2 separate regions of the Macaca mulatta genome follow, and region 1 is linked to region 2. A link is a contact called in public Hi-C data. All regions are on one chromosome and are shown on one strand. Each heading gives the region's core, a stretch centred on a gene start, on an enhancer-like site or on the middle of the called end of the contact. The rest is flanking DNA. Distances are from core to core; before and after follow the strand shown. Region 1 holds the start of ELOVL4 (ELOVL fatty acid elongase 4). Region 2 holds the start of TTK (TTK protein kinase).

Region 1 (4,408 bases), core at 720-3,219, 50 kb before region 2:
CGATTTTTCCTTCTGAGACTCAAGAGATGGGAAAGCTCCGAGATAGGATAGGAATGACAGGACTGAGAACTCCTGGGTGTGGCTCTGGCTATATGGAGACTGGAGGATCTCGACAGTGTCTAACTCCAAGGTATGCGAAGTGCAATTACCTGCTAAAGAACTTGGCTGATGTTCAGCTCTATACAATTGTGTAATGGGAAGCCCTGATGCAATGTTTAAAGAACCGAAATCATAGACATGAAGGAAAGGGCACATCTTTACCAGTTTTTGCAGGTACAGTGTAACATCAGTGTAACAGCACATAGAAAAAACAAAAAAAACTTGGAGAAACACTCCTTTGAAAACTGCATTTTAACCATTTTCAGCTGTAATGAAATAAATAGCTTATTTATATTATTAAATAGCTTATTTCCCAGTGTCAAAGTTGAGATCTTCTGAAAAAGAAGAAGTGAATGCAGTATTAATGTCAAATAATCATTTTGTCTCACACAAAAATAATTCCAGCAAACGTTTTTCCCACAACATAAGCCCTATGTATCGGACTACACTTATGCTGTAAACCACTGTCTCATTTAACAATAAACACAAAAACTACAGGAATACATTTTCATTTCGAAGTAGGGAAGGCAGAGTCATAAGATGGAACGTTAATATCCTTCACTGATAGGATGCAGTGTGATACTGCAAAAGGATCAGAAAAATTCACATCGTAAAATCATTTCTGAAATCCTTTAAACCTTATTTTAGATTTCAAAAACTTTTCAATGTTTTAAAATCAAAAGCAGCGAAGCAAATGAAGAAATAACCGGTAAAATGTAAAAATACAATATCACAATTGGGCGCTAGGAAACCTGCATAAATCAAACAATTGACAGCCCTGCCAAATTAACCGCAACAGCTAAAGAAAAGTTTGCTGATTTAAGAACTGTATATATGTAGGCATCTGGGACAACCTCTAGGTGTTGCTGTAGAGACCCCATTCCTAAAGACTGATTTCTTACCCGGTGTTTTGGCCTCCCCCTCCCTCTGACTGCACTGCAGTGCGCAAAGCCATTACAGACAATCACTTCAAACATATTTGCTGTCGAAAATGCCTCGGAAACTAACAATTCTTCAAGGTTCAAGGAGCCAAACAATGTTATTTTACTTTTCAGTCCAAATTATACTATAGATGAAGGAGCTAGATAGAAGAAAAGATTAGCAGGGTTGTGTCAAAGCAACCAGGGGGCTGAAGAAGCCTCCTGTACCTTCAGCTGCCCCTGAAGCCCTCCCTCCTCCCCAGCCCGCTCTCCACACAAAATAGGACTAAATGTTAAAAGGAATCCTGTGCACGGGGAAGAACTGTGAAGCAAGCTCGGGAGATGTGGGAGCAGAGGGTGGGGCGGCTCCTGCGAGGAGCTCTTGGCTGTACAGGCTCCATCTGATATGTCAGCTCCCGCATCCGAGAGCTGATGAGAGATGGAGGCAGCTCAGAGGAAAAATCTGCGAGTGTCGGGGGAGGGGAGGCCTTAACATTCGGATCAGATTAACCAGTGTTCAACCGCAATGCCCCCGTCGGCCCGTCCGCTGATCCGCAGCATCTGAAAGCCACAGGGCGCGGGGGCCTGTGGGGCCCGGCCCGGGCGCTCCGAGACCAGGGGTCGGTGACCCCCGCGGGGGACCGAGCGAGGATGGAGAAGTCAGCGGCTTTACCTGCGATGGACCAGGTCCAGCGGTAGAACTCCACCGTGTCGTTGAGTGCCGTGGACACTACGTTTAGGACACTACCCGGCTCCGAGTCCAGGAGCCCCATCGCGGCGATGAGCTGGCGCTGGCGGCAAAAGAAAGAGGAGACCCCGAGAGGGGGCTGACTCCGGAGGCGGTGGCGGCCGACGGGGCGAGCGGCGGCCAGGGAACACCTCTAACGGCGGCGGCCCGGCTGCGTCTTCTCCTCCTCCTCGAGGCGCCGCGGTGGCGGGGATGCGGCGGCAGCGGCGTCTACTAGCAGCGCCGAGCAGCAGGCGTCGTCAAGGTTCCCGAGAGAAGGAGGAGGTGGTGGTGGAGGCCCAGCCGCCAGCACAGCGCGCTGCACCAGTCTGCCGCCTCGCGCCGCCGCCCCTCCAATCTCCTCCGCCGGCGTCACGTGGCCGCGCGCGGGGGCGGGGGGCCGGCCGCCCCTCCTCCCTCCCTAGCGATGGGACTCGCGGGCTTAGGGATGCTGCGCTCACGGGTGCGACGTGAGCCGGGCTTGCGCAGGCGCGCGCGGTCGCGCGGGAGCGGGACACCTGGGCCCCTCCTTGTCCCCTCCCGGCACGAGTGGCCCCATCATCCTTCCCCGCCCCTCTCCCGGGCATGGGCCCCTGCGGAGGAGTTCATTCACCGCCTCCCCACGGGTGACTTCTTATCCGCCCAGGATAAGTCCTGGGAAACAGGACACGGGAAGAATGGGTGTTCTGTGGGCAAGGATGAGGTAGGCGTGGTGCTTTGGTCCTTACCTGACACTCACCTCGATTTCACTTGTGTTCCTGTTTCTTTGACCTCCACCAGCACATGCCTGTCACCATGACAAGAGAAGTGCACGTGTTATGCCTCTGAAGAAGCGAAGGGTATTTGTCTTCCATGCTTCAGCGATGGAGAATAGACTTTGGGGTCGACCCATAAACAAATTAACATATAATTGAATGAATGCTTGCATGTGTTCTGTAGACTTTTTTGCTATACATGGAATGAACAAAGCAATATAATTGCTAAATTAGGCCATTAGCAGTTCAGAGAAGAGGGAGAACCAAGAGGGCCTGCCAGGTGAAGTCCGCTGGAACCTAAAGAAATTGAGGTGAATCTAAAAAAGATAATCGCTCAAGAGGCAAAGGGCAAGTTAGTGTAGAGAGGAAAACAAAGTAATTGTGGTTTATTTTGAAAAATTGTTTAGATAAGGTATAGGAGAGCCTACCCTTGAAAAGTAACGAAAATACACTAATTGCAATTCCTAATTTGATGGTTTCTCACGTAAAACAAGATTTTTGAGAATAGTCCAATAACCTTTTCATCTACTTGTTATTTAAATGTGTCACCTACTTGTTTAACCTTTTCTCCACTTGCTCATTTTGGATGCTACATTTTAAAGACCACTGAGTCAAGTGTCTTATTGTTCCTGCCCTTTCACACTGTTAATGTGAATGCTATCTTTTATCATACTGAAATGATCTATTTCCCAATTGACCTGGTTATATATTGTCTGTATTTTATATTGGAAGCATCCTAGATGGTAAGAATTATGTTTGGTTGTTTGATGAGTACCTAACCCAGTGCTATAAACAATAATTAATAAATATTTATGATGACAAAATATAACATGTCTTTCAGAGAATAATAAGGATTATTGTGAGTGGCAGGAACTTTATTGCAGAACTAAAGCAAACACAGACTTCTTTAAATGCCCTATTCTTGAAATTAACCAAATAAAACGTAATTTATTAATTTGTGAAATATATTTGCAAAACTAAAGTTTTCTGGATTGGAATGACAATATCTCAAGCCTCAATCCTAAATTATGTGTAACAGATTCTAGTAGTTATAAAAAAAAGAAATCCAGTCAAATCTCTTCGTTTAGGGAGTAGATAAATATCCATTCATTTACGGTGGTGATCTAGCCAAGTTCGGATTAGTTCGAGCTTCACTTAAAAATTTGATTACTATTTCTATACTGTGGAATCCTGGATTGTTTAAGGAGAACATATTTCTACCCATACCTCCATTCACACACGCAAAACCGCAGCATATTATTAATACTTAATAGAAGGAGAAATTGTTAAAACGGCTTTCCCTGGTCTTTCTTCTGCAGTGGAGGTCAATTTAAGTCCCTACTCACTAGGGGGCGCCAGTCACGTATAAGAAAATCATAGATGAGCTAACCTTCAACTGGGAATGGCGGTGACACAGGTATCCCGGTGTCCACACTCCACCTGTAAAAGTAGAATGTTTATTTACATTTATAAGCCGTCTAAACATATAGCAAGAACCAGAACATAAAACTTACCCAATCTGGAACCCTATTGCCTGGCATGAACAAGTGGTTTATAAATACCAGTGACTGCCCAGAACCAAAGCCTACCCAGTTTCGTTGTGCAAAGGGAAGGAAACCTGCATGTCTGCCACCTAGAATGACAGCCATCTAACCAAAATCTTGGTAGCATCATAACAGAATAAAAGCAAATACAAGCAACAACAGCATCTGCAAATTTTGAGAACAGAGAGTTCTTTCATGTGGATCAAATGCAAATGGGATACTGTTACCTACAAAACCTAAGGGAGAGGATATTTTATCATAAATTTTTTTTGTATAAAAGAGCAATTTTTTTTCTCTTTTTAGTAACAGGGTCTCGCTCTGTCAGCTAGGCTGGATTGCAATGGTGCAATCATAGGTTACTGC
Region 2 (4,664 bases), core at 596-3,095:
GTACGGAGAATTGCTGCAGACTGTTCATTCAGTTTTTCTGTTGTTAAGATCTTGCATTACTGTGATGCATTTTTCAAAACCAAGAAACCAACATTGGTGCATTATCATTAACTAAACCTCAGACTTAATTTGAATTTTACTAATTTTTCCATTAATGTCATCCTCCTGTTTCAGGATCCAGTTTACGGTATCACAGTGCATTTAGTTGTCATGTCTTCTTAGTCTCCTCTGGTCTGTGATGGGGTATATTAATTTTAATAATATATTTTATTTAACTCAATATAGCAAAAATATCATTTTAACCTGTAATTGATATTTTTAAAATTATCAATGTTTATTACTTTTTCTTATTCAGTCTTCAAAATCCAGAGTGTATTTTATACTTAACAGTACATCACATTTCTTACTCAGACACTTTCATTGGAAATACTTCATCTGCATTTGCATCTCACAAAATTTACAGTTGAAAAAGTAGTTTCATATACTTAGGTTGTTCCAAGTATACTTAAAAGTCTTCCAATAAATTCATGACTAATGCAAGTTTAGAAAAAATAAAAAAAATTACTTTAAAAAGTTTTAAAATAATCCCATTAGATATCAGTTTTCAAATTTAAATCTAAATTTAATCAATTAAGGTTAATTAATTTAAAAATTCAGTTCCCAGTTGCACTAGACATATTCAAGTGCTCAACAGTCACTGACCATCATAAGGACTTTTGGTTTTATTCCGAGCTAGAAAGGGAGCACTGAAGGGTTTTGAGCAAAGTAGTGACATAATCTGATTTAAGATGACTTTGCTATGTCAGAGAATAAATTGAGGTGAGGCAAGGGCAGAAGCAGGGAGACCAGCCAGGAGGCTACTGCATGTAACATCAGGTAAGTGATGAAGGTGCCTTGGACTAAAGTGGTGGCAGTGGAGGTGGGGAGAACTGGTAGGAGTCCAGGAATCTCTTGTGCTAGCCCTGACTCAATCTGCTTATGAATTAGATAAGGGATCTGGATGACACAAAGGTTTTGGGGCTAAAAAATTTAGGATAATGAATTTGTCTTTTTAGATTTTGTAAAAAACATGTTTGGGTAGGAATATCAGGGGCTTGGTTTTGGACATTTTGAGTTCAAGATGCGTATGAGACATGTAAGTGAAGATAATAAGTAGGCAGTGGATATCTGAGTATGGAGTTGAGGAGAGCTCAGCTGGTGATAAACATTTGGGAGCCATCAACATATAGATGGTATTTAAAGATAGAAGACTGAAGGAGACTACCAAACGAGAGTACAGAAAGAAGTGTTAGGGTGAGGTCGCCCAGCAACAGTATTTTCAGGAAAATGCAAGCTTTGAGATCAGGCCGCAAACAGATCAACGAGAATTGAAAGAATAATAAACTCTTACCAGGCAAAAGCAGCATTAGATGCAATGGTGCAAAGGTAAGTGATTAGCCAACCATGGTATAGCAAGTCATTTCTGCTCTGCTGAAGCAGAAATACCAGCTAGCTGACACAGAAAGATGCATTAAGTGATTGAGAAGGGCTCTCATGCTGACTGGGTGACTATCCAGAGCTGGGAATGTGAGGGTTCTAAGGACAGCTTTAGAGTTAACAAGTGACAGCTGCAGTTAGTTTCCTATACATACACAAAACCAACCCGTCCTACCACCGAACATATGTCATAATGCTGGCACAACAGACACATCCCTTTTAGTTTTGCAGACGAGGAGTAACTGTTGCCCTGGACCACAAAGCCACTTAGCAGCAGAGCCTCGCACCCGCGAAGATTACTAGGGAGATGTTTTTACCCCTGAGGACACCTGAGCCCTTAAGTGGGGCAGGCTCGGAGGGAGGGGGGCTGATAAGGCGAGTTCAGGCAGGGCAATCATGATGGGCGCTTGAGTTCTGCGCAGAATTTTGACAAGGGGGATGGTCCTGGCTTGAAGATAACGCAAGGAGTCATTTAAGGATAATGGAAGGGCATAAGCGGAAGCTTAAGGATAAAAAGCATTGAAATTCTTGAGCTGGCGGCAGGGCTGAACGTAGCCCAGTTAAAAGATCCTTTCTTGCCACATCCTCTCTAAGCCAGGCTGTGAGTACCGCGTGGAACGAAGGAGAAGGGTGGCGGTGAGGTCAGTAAAGAGCCGGCCCAAGGTGCATCTTTTAGGTCCGGATGCTGGGAGCAGCCGTCCCCGCCCCTATATTCCTCTCACCAGGTAGGTTTGCCCGGGAGTGGCTACCTCCCAGGCAGAAATTCGGCCTGGTTAAACTGGAAAGAGCAAGAAAGCCCACCCACTGGCGCCCGGAGAACGCCTGCAAAGTGCCAGCACCCTACCAACCCAGGAACCTCACGGGTGCGAACGCCGCCGCGGGCTCTTCCGGGGCGGGCCTCGCCCGACGCAGGGGGAGGGGCGGCCCCGTCGCACACGAACCAATCACGACAGACGCTTCTACGTGGCTAGCATTGACCAACTGGAGACCGTGGAGATAGCGACGGGGAAATTCAAACGTGTTTGCGGAAAGGAGTTTAGGTTCCATCTTTTCATTTCTTCAGCGCCGCTTCCAGTAGGTAAGTTCTCACCCACCGGCGCACCGGCGTACTGAGGAACGGCCGCAGCCGGTGTAGGGGCTCATTGTCAACGCCGGTCGGTGAGGGGTGGGGCGAGGTGGGGGCAGCTTGCAGCTGGATATGCGACGCGGCTAAACAAGCTGGAGGGGGAGGGGAGGCTCGGTGCCTCAGCGCGTCTGGCCGGTGGGGTGATGCTGGAGGTTTTGTTGAGGAAGTAAGAAGTGGGTGTGGCCCACGCTGGAAAGAAGGGGTGGTGGGGTACCTGCGCACAAGATCGTTTTCCAAGGACGATCTCTCTTGTTTTGCGGGTTGGAACTGGGAAAGAAAGGGGTGGCCGTGATCTGACAGTTACCTTTCAAACCTCTCTTAAAAGGTGGAGTGATACCTTGCTGCAACTTTATGACTTCTTCATTGTTAAATCCGAAGACGGGGCAGCATTGTTATCAGTCACACTGAGTTGGTGTTTGAGAGGCACAAAGATACGATTAACAGTAAGACTGCAGACACTTTATTGAACAAACACCACCACCATGCAGATAAGCAAGTGCTCAGTACCAGTACAGTAGTTTCTTAGTGTTGGATTAAGGTAGCAAATCATGATTCTGCTAGATATGCACAAGAATAAACCTGTGGATTTCTTAATTATCAGTAAAGCCCCATCATATTCATATTTTGCTTTGAAAGCACTTGCACTGTACAGATTTACTCACGTAAAGCAGGCGAATAAAAGAATTGTTATTCTCGTTGCCAAATTCTTTGCCTGTGTCACTACCAGAATCCAAGCAATCTTTATGTGTATGTAGCTTCCAGAATCCAAGCAAACACTCCATCATATTTTTTAAGTGACACTAAATTTGCAGATTTCTAGAGTATGACGTCATTGATGTTATATTGGGGGGAAAAGTGTACTTGGCCTATGAAACCTTGCTGAATAAATTACAAAGATGTGTACCTTGTTGTTGTGCACTTAGCTCCATTAATACTAGCCTAGTAATAGCTGCGTTTAGATGTGTTCACAAAACGAATGCTTTAGTCGTCTGGGTTCTAAAAAGCTAGCACATTTTTTTTCTTTGATGCTAAATAGGAATTATGACTAGTTCAGTTTTTTTCTTAGAAATGGAGTCCGAGGATTTAAGTGGCAGAGAATTGACAATTGATTCCATAATGAACAAAGTGAGAGACATTAAAAATAAGTTTAAAAATGAAGACCTTACTGATGAACTAAGCTTGAATAAAATTTCTGCTGATACTACAGGTGAGTTTTTCTTTTCTTTTAAGTTATTAACTGTTTGTTGGGTGTCCTCTAAGGTAAAGAAGTAGTACTAATCACTTTATAATTTACTCATGTGTTTATTGTCTTTCACCTCCACTAGAATGTAGGCTACATGAGGGCAGGGTTTTTATCTGTTATATCCACAGAACTTTGGTGTCTGGCACATGGTAGGTAGGTACTTAAGCATTTATTGAACAATGATTAATGGGTGAAGGTGCCCAGAGTTTAATACTCTAGCTCTTCTAAAAGTATTAGCTCAGAAGCCTGATTCTTTACTGTATTTCAAATGGTTGGTCATTTGAATGGTGACCTTTGGATAATTTTGTTACATGTATACTAACCATTAAATAGATGAGAAATTGAAAATAAGTGGAAGAACCTGTGATCTAATTATGGTGGCTGACTGTGTTCACTTTGAAAAAAACCTAGAAAATGATAGTTTTGGTGTTAAGCAAAATCTTAATAGAGTATAAATGTACTTAATTATGTCACACTAACAAAGGTTGTACATCAAGGCAATTGAGTATTTTAAGTATTGAGGAAGATTCAAAGGTGCTTGAAACTATAGTTTCTTTCTAGGTGAGAATTTATATATTCACTATGCTACACTGTAATGCATGCTGGGCATCATAGGAATACTAGCATGATAAAACACAAATGTTTTATTTGTTGATTAGAGGAAGAATAGGGTCCTCAGGCACGAGGAATGTATCTGCAAAGCCACAGATGAAAATGTGTGTTTTAGACATTTCACAGACTAATTTCTTAGGAAAGCAATAGGAGGTAAAAATAGAAAATTAAAGTCAGGCCAAATTAAATTTAAAACGACAAAGCAAA

The links. Hi-C and Micro-C count contacts between places; a contact is called where the count stands out from the background.
Region 1: a contact with region 2 is called in a Hi-C map of fetal cortex germinal zone, with 2.1 times the contacts expected there. The contact joins the promoter of ELOVL4 here to the promoter of TTK in region 2. A contact is called at or near these places in 2 of 14 Hi-C or Micro-C datasets (fetal cortex germinal zone and fetal cortical plate).

Annotation. Positions count from the first base shown.
Region 1 is chr4:105,807,735-105,812,142 of T2T-MMU8v2.0, reverse strand. It overlaps ELOVL4 (ELOVL fatty acid elongase 4), which reads right to left and starts at 1,969. Exons shown (of 6, transcript NM_001040419.3): 1 at 1,693-1,969. The coding sequence starts at 1,792.
Region 2 is chr4:105,757,261-105,761,924 of T2T-MMU8v2.0, reverse strand. TTK (TTK protein kinase) reads left to right here and starts at 1,845. Exons shown (of 22, transcript XM_015136820.3): 1 at 1,845-2,554; 2 at 3,669-3,809. The coding sequence starts at 3,671. It also overlaps the pseudogene LOC717175.